Linked DNA regions of Danio rerio: region 2 is linked to region 1. A link is a contact called in public HiChIP or PLAC-seq data. All regions are on one chromosome and are shown on one strand. The core of a region is the stretch at or near the end of the contact, and the rest is flanking DNA. Distances in the headings are between cores, read along the strand shown. Region 1 holds the start of myo3a (myosin IIIA). Region 2 holds the start of LOC100006839 (tripartite motif-containing protein 16).

The links. HiChIP or PLAC-seq counts read pairs in DNA pulled down with a chosen protein or histone mark.
Region 2: an H3K4me3 HiChIP or PLAC-seq map of gastrula embryo shows a contact between it and region 1, with 2.5 times the contacts expected there. The contact joins the promoter of LOC100006839 here to the promoter of myo3a in region 1. A contact is called at or near these places in 2 of 4 datasets of contacts at active chromatin or transcription factors (embryo and gastrula embryo).

The regions. Positions count from the first base shown.
Region 1 is chr24:6,450,598-6,454,670 of GRCz12tu, forward strand. It overlaps myo3a (myosin IIIA), which reads right to left and starts at 1,795. Exons shown (of 38, transcript NM_205579.2): 1 at 1,711-1,795. The region is part of intron 7 of gpr158a (G protein-coupled receptor 158a); the gene reads right to left.
Region 2 is chr24:6,537,289-6,541,140 of GRCz12tu, forward strand. LOC100006839 (tripartite motif-containing protein 16) reads left to right here and starts at 2,590. Exons shown (of 7, transcript XM_073941403.1): 1 at 2,590-2,725. The coding sequence starts at 2,590. All of the region lies in intron 7 of gpr158a (G protein-coupled receptor 158a), which reads right to left. zgc:174877 reads right to left here and starts at 2,604. Exons shown (of 5, transcript NM_001430955.1): 1 at 1,414-2,604. The coding sequence starts at 2,453.

The DNA of each region.
Region 1 (4,073 bases), core at 545-3,044:
ATAAAATCTGTTGATATCAAATCTGCACAGGTGTAAAATGTGATTAAGAAAAGCTGTGCAATCACTATGTGACGAGTAAAAGAACCTTTGCATGAAAAATACACAACGGTATGCACTTTAAAGTTAGTCTTAGCACAACTAGGGCTATATTTGCTTGACAGCCATGTTGCGGATTACCAAAGATCCATATAGAAAGAGTAGTAACATGACCTACTTGTCAAAATCAAACTTTTTAATTCCTGACTTAGTGTATCCCTCTTTTGGCTGTTGTGTAAAACTGGGAATGGATGACTTTAGGCTAAAATGTCTATGGAAACTATTATTTCCATGAAATTCATTATAGTGCAAAAGTGTCTTTAGATTATTCAAGCGATCTTTAAACTAATAAAGATTATTCTTTTAAAAACTGTTCACTAAAAAGTTCTGTGTAAAACGAAAATGAGTTATTCTGACTTTATTTTTAAGAATGTGGAATGGAAAAATAAATTTGAACACATTCAATATTTTAACTTGCAGTACAGACTACAATAAGAATAGAAAACAGAAAAAATAAAACACTCAATTTTTGGCTTGTTCCCTGCTCTATAAGGGGTTGCCCAAGCAGAATGAACCCTTATTTACTCTAGCATGTTTTACTAGCTTCTTGCTCCAACCCAGCTCTAAGAGTACAACCCTCAGTGCTGGAAAACACCCACATACTCTCCCAGTCACACACTACGGGCAGTTAAGTGTATCTAATTCACCTATACCACATGACTTGGACTGTCGGGGAAACAGAAACACCCAGAGGAAACCCACACAAACACGGGGAGAACATGCAATTTCCACACAGAAAAATTGAACCAGTGACCTTCTTGCTGTGAAGCAACAGTGTTAACCACTGAGTCATCACCCAATAATAATAAAACATGAATTCATTTATTCATTGTCCTTCAGCTTAATCCCTTATTTTTCAGGGGTCGCCACAGCAAAAACAACCGCCAACTATTCCGGAATATGTTTTACGCAGCGGACACCCTTCAAGCCAAGTACTGGGAAACACCCATACACACTCACATTCACGCACACACACACTCATACACTACAGACAATATTTTGTTTACTCAATTCACTTATACCCGTGTCTTTAGACAGCACCCACACTAACATGGGAAAAACATGTAGAGTCTGCATAGAAATGCAGCTGGCACAGCTGGGACTCAAACCAGGGACCTTCTTTCTGTAAGGTGACAATGCTAACTACTAAGCCACTGTGCTGCCAGCCATAAAACAATTTTAACAATTTAAATCAAATTTGAAAGACATTTCTGGTCAAAACTATCCCGTTTCACAAATGACTGGTTTATTGTCCACTATTTTTAAGAATTATCTGCAAAGACATGCTAAAACAATGTATTTTTGCATTAAAGGCTGTTTTCACTGTGACTTATTGTAACCTACTCTTAATCTAAACCATGCAAGTAGAATTAGTCATACATGTGTTGGAAAATAAATTTCAAAAGTAGCAAAAACAGCACACAAAGTCCAAACAACAATTAAGAAACTTGACGTTCTGTAACTACTGTTAGTAGTAATCGCTGATCTTATTAAGCTGTCTGTCTAACAGACTCAACATTTGTGACCCTTCCGGGTGAAAGTTTAACCAGCTATTTCTTTACTCCAATTAAACCAATTTTAAAGATAAAACCTCAAGTTCAACATGTCACTTACACTCTTTCCTCAAATAATTGCTGAACATTTTGTTGAATAAGTCCATATTGACTCCGTTGAGGCAGTCGTGGCGTGTGAACACTTGTGGAGGAGTTAACCACAGCTAAAGCTAATCTCAACAAGCCATGCCTGGCACCAGAAACAATGCTAAGCAGCAGAAGATATGTTGGGATTAAGAGGAATTAGTTGACTACGCCATGAGCCTTTCCTTATTTAGATCTTCATTGATATAGACGCCAAAGTTAGTTAGGACTACTAAGAATATAACTCCTGGGGGACTACCTCTCCAACCCAAAGAAAGTAACCAGACAGAGTACCTTAAGAAGCATCTTTATCAATTTGTTTGGGGGTTTCACCAAAGAATGCTCTTAAGTTCTGTATGAAACCCATCAGGTTTGATTGAAATCACTAAACAAAGTACAAGTACAAAAACAAGTACAAATTCTGTTTTCTTTAGAATAAACTAGGTATGTTGAAAGATTTCCCTGGTGAAAAATTCAGCTTAAACCAGCCTAGGCTGGTTGGCTGGTTTTAGCTGGTTGACCAGGCTGGCTTTAGAGGGTTTTGGCCATTTCCAGGCTGGTTTCCAGCTATTTCCACCATGGTCTTTGCTGGACAGGTTGGAAAAAGACTAGCTAAATCCAGCTAAAACCAGCTTGACCAGCCTTGTTTAAGCTGGACATAGCTGGTTTTGGCTGGGCAGTGCTTGAAAATGAAAGCCATGTTTGATTATGGATGAAGCTAATCTTTAAAAGGTTGCCAGGCACTTCACACTCCAGTTGTGGACAGGACAATTGCTTTAAAGGAATATTTATTTATTAGGGACCGCCTATGAAGGAGATCTTATAATCACCTGGTGCAAAATGCCCCTTATGTGTCAAGATACACTGTGTAACAAAAGGGAACATGTTGGCATGCCTGATCTTGGTTCAACATTGCACATATATGTTGGGGAAAACCACTAATTCTGTTATAAAGCGTCATTTGAGCATGATAGGGCATTATCTGTCATTACAAATGCCAGGTGATTAGCCTTCTAAACAGAGGCCACACAGCCTGTAACTGAGCACATGCACAGCTCAATGCAAACTCCCCAAAGAACCTCCAGACATGTTCAATAATGAATTGAGCTTCTATATGTTACAAAACTCCATGACACAGAGACACCGGGGAAAACGGAAGATAAGGCTAAAGCCCACCTCCACACTCACAAATTACAAGACATTGGGTGTGAGTGTGTAAGCCGATCTCCCCTACGTGAGGTACTTAGAGCTTATGAGCTGCATTAGCGTATGCATTTTTTAGTGAGGCAAGCTTCACTGTTGCTGCTCATACACGGTTTGAGGCATTAATGATAATGGGCTCGTAATTTGGGTCAGTACGCAACCACCACAGAACACCCTATCAGCCACCTCATAACACTTGGGGAACCTCGAAGACCTCAAAGACCCCTTCATATTTTGGCATGAGTTTTGCATTGACAAACAACAAAGAGCTAGGTGAAGCAAAGTTAAGGTTGTATAGACTCATAAATTCAACAAGACTTTCATCAGAGATGCTGGTCCATACGGATAAGATGGCATCAAACAGTTCAGGCAGATTATTTAACTGCCCATTCATGATGTAAACATCCTCTGCCACCAACCTTCCCAAACATGCTCAACTGGATCAACATCCATTGACTATGGAAGGCATTTAAGTATACTGAACTCATTATCATGTTCTAGATTATAACTAACTCTATAGATGGTTGTGTGTGATAATACCAGTAGATCAGCAGCTATAAAAATAGTCTGACCAGCCCATTTGTCCAATCCGCATTAAAGACAGTTGAACATGTAACTAATGAAGTATAAACACTGGAACTACCAGCCTGATCTCACAAAGAAACGCAACTATTTTACATATTGTCAGAAAAGTGACTAATTTGTACAAATTCTTATATTTTCCTTTATATGAAAACAGACAATCTTTAAGGGGTGGTGTGCACCAAAACTCACCCCTAAACCAACCTCGAAGATTGTACAAAATTATATGAATTAGCCACTAATTTAAAAAGTTACGAATTGATGTGAGATTGTGTTGGAACTACCAGAAATCTAAACTGCTAGAATTACCATGCTGGTCATATAAGACTGTACCAAATACATTTTTGTCATGATTTATTTACATTTAGATTTTTGAGATTTTAGAATTAAGCTTTGAACAACTGTCATCATATTTGATGAAGTCATTACCTAAAAATACAATGTTTTTTGTAATATAGCCTATAATTGCAATAGTATCTGGATGCAGCCTTTATGATGCAAGCTGAGAGTGCATCACTCAGCGATGCAATGTCACGCCCCATTCAAACGGGGCTT
Region 2 (3,852 bases), core at 1,340-3,839, 87 kb after region 1:
TATTTTACATTATTTTACACTCACATTCACTGATATTTCATGCAAGATTAATAAAGTAATTGAGTTAGTCATTAAGAAGGTCTTTTAAGATGAGGACGTGCTTTCAAACTTCTTGTTTGGTGACAGGTTTAGTAGTATGGGTAGGTTTGAAGGTGTACAGGTTATATACAGTAATCTGAGAGTGAAAGTCAATAGCTTATAAGACCTCTTTGAAGACATATATTTTAAGACCTCATCGCCACTTTAGGTTTCAACTGGGAATATTGCCGACATTTTAACTTAAAGTTTATTTACTAAATGCTGATTGTAAAAAACATTATTCATACAGTATAATGAATTAATGTTTCAAACATTTATGAGTTTTCTTTTTTTAAATTAATACAAAATAGTAGAATTTTTATAACTCCTATAGTATTGATTTGAAACAAGTGAAGTGTGAGTAAAGAGCGAGTATATTATTTTCATTTTTTGTGGACTGTCCTTTTAAGGCCTGTGACTGAACGTTTCAATATTTCAAATTTTAAAACATCCAGCCACAAGAATTTTTTGTGACTTTAATAAAGATTAAATAATATACAAAGAAGACTATGCAGTGTTGATTATTCAATATCTGTACCTGAATAGTGAATACCTGAAAACCATAATTCACTTTTATCTTTACTATGTTTTATTTATCTATGCTTGTAATGTATTTGTTATATATTATTCGAGATTCACTTTTCAACAAAATCCCTCCAATCAACCCAAATAAACCTGTTAAATCATCTGGTGAAATTGTATTCACATCGCTATATACATCACAGAAATACAAAATAACGCAATGTCAGATTTTTTCAATATCGTGCAGCCCAAATTCAAGTATACAGATATATGTTCAATTAATTTCCATGACTTTTCCAAAACTTTGTGGGTTTTTCAGTTTTTCCAAAACTTTTTCAGGCCTGGAAAATGCCATGTCAAAATTCCATGATTTTTTCAGGTTTTCCATGACCGTATGAACCCTGACAGAAGAAAGTAAGCCGTTCAGGTATGGAATAAATTAAGGATAATTAAATAATGAAAAATATACATATTTAAGCAAACTTTCCTATTTATATAGTTATAACTAAGTAATAAATGTCTCCAAAATGAAAATTGTGTCATTGTTTACTGCATGACTGTATTATGTGGAATGCAAAAAGCTATTTTGAAGAATATTTTGATTGTTGCTTGAACAAATCTAGTTTTTGGCATTCAGAACGTATATGGATTGTGTTTCACAAAATACAAGATAAAAAGCAAGATGACAGTTTTCCTTTCTAGATGAATCATTCATTTGAATGTGAAATAAAAGAGTTGTTTAACATGATTTGGCTTTACAAACCCAGTGCAAAGTCCTCTGTTTACAAGCAAAGCCACTATTATTACCAGTACCTTTGTAAACAAACTGCCATGATCTCCCTCGGTTCGTTCAGTCTCTGAATCGCTGTTATCCTCAGACTGTGGTTAGTGTATATCGTTCTCGTGCCTGCCTCTTTGCATATTTTGGGCAGCATTTGGGACAAATGATTGACTCCCAGTGGGAGTCCAGTATACCAGATCTCATCACTGAGGAAATAGCTCCTTTTGGGCTGCAGATAGAGAGCTTTAGCGTCGGCTGGGATTTTCCTCAGGTATTTCTCCAGAGACGCAACAGGACACAGCGGATTCCCCGGCTCTTCAAACATAGCCTTCCGCTTCTTCTTATCCTTCTCCGGCATGTTCTTCGGTTCCTCGTGTAGTGCCATGGTGAAGTATTTAAATCCGTTTTGGTCCAGGTTCAGAGCAAATGTGTCTGGCTGCAGGTGTCGGTTGCCCTCCTTACCCCTGAGCCCAAAATGCAACTGGATGTCATACCACACCTTATACAACAAGCCCTTTGGGTTCCCAGGGTCCAGTGCAGTTGAATGTTTGAGGATGTGTTGGTCTTCAGGGGTAATTGGTGGGTAGTGTGTTGTTATATCCCTACCGGAGCGACGGATCTGCTTGACCACGCCTTTGAAAACATTGTTAGCAGACCTGAACTCAGCGTCCTGCATCAGATTCCACGCACGGTTGACCGGAGGGTCGTTAACGTACCGGTTGAGTCCAGCCCGGAGACCGACGTAGCTGCTGATCCCGTACAGCTCTCCTTTGCTGGTCCGAATAGATCCATAAAACTCGCGGAGGATTGTGTTTACCTCCGATTTATCGGCCGTTTTAAAGTCTATGGTCAGCTGCTTTTCCCGCAGCCAGGCTTTAAAACAGTTAACAGCCCATATGGTTTGCTTTACAGTACTAGACTCGTTCCGGGTGTGTTCCAATAAGTCCAAATCCGCTGATGATACGTTTGCACATCTGGATATCTGTGCTGTTAAAGCGGGGTCTCCTGCCTCCGTCTCTTCCTCCTCTTCACCTGAAGAGCTCTCACACTTTAAATCAAACATGCTGTTCATGGGAATAATGACCGGAGGAGGTGCTCTTTCTCCTTATTTCACGGATGCCAAATGATTATTTCCATGTCTGTAAAATCTGAAATGAACACTTATTATAAAGCGACTAGCTAACCTGTGCATATTGCTAGTAACGTTAATGTTCTCTTTCTTTGTTGTTCTTCTTCTTGGAGATGGTGGAGGATGGAGAGCCGCAGAAATATACCGCCACCTGCCGTTTACTGTGATAATAAGTAATCTTGTCCCAGGCTATGCTTTCAGCCGAGAGAATACAGGTGGTAAACATGTCTATGTACAATTTAATATACACATGTGATTTTAAATAAACGTTAAGCACATCAAATGCTACTGAAGTCCTGAGGCCTTGCAGTAAGAATTTTTTTCTCGAATATGATCAAAAACGCTCGTGCTTAATGTACATTCTTCATCATGTAAATGGTAGGCTATATCATTATTTACAATATACTATTCATTCAACTGTTGGCATTTTAAAGCTCTTTATGGCGCAAAATGCTGCATTTATAAATTATGAAGAATGATGAAGATGCTTTGCTTCCTTTCGGCAAGTTATTTACAACTTTGCGCCATATAGAGTTGCTTTAAAATGGCAAACGTTAAGGGAATATTGTTGTTAATAAAGATTTATAATCATATACATGAATATAATAATGAATCTACATTAATCATGAGCACGCGAGCGTTTTCGTTATGTCAAGATCAAAATTAAGTCGTGATCACGACATAACAACTTTTCGTTATGTCGAGATCACGAGATAATTAAGTCGTGATCACGAGATATCTAAGTCGTGATCACGACATAACAACTTTTGTTTTGTCGAGATCACGAGATATTTAAGTCGTGATCACGACATAACGAAAAGTTGTTATGTCGAGATCACGGGATAATTAAGTCGTGATCTCGACATAACAAAAGTTGTTATGTCGTGATCACGACTTATTTTTTTACTTTTTATTTATGTAGCCTGTTAATTATTATTATTATTATTATTATTATTATTATTATTATAGTTATTAATATAATTATTAATAGTATTATTATAAGTAGTAGTAGTAATTTTATAATTATTAATATTGTTGGTATTGTTATTATTACTACTATTTGGAAAATATCTGGCCTGTGGGTCTACACCGGCCCTGCGAACAGGGAGTGAATATGTGTGCAACACATTAAAGACGTTCAGAACAGCAATATAAAGATGGCTCAAGCACATTGTTAATGTTCATTCGTTATTAATTTGTATATCTTTATATATCATTATTTGCAATAATATTCCGGCAACTGTTACCATTTTAAAGCAACATATGGTGCAAAATGCTGCATAATAAATTATGAAGAAAGATGAAGATCCTGCTTATTTGCTTCCTTTCTGCAAGTTATTTA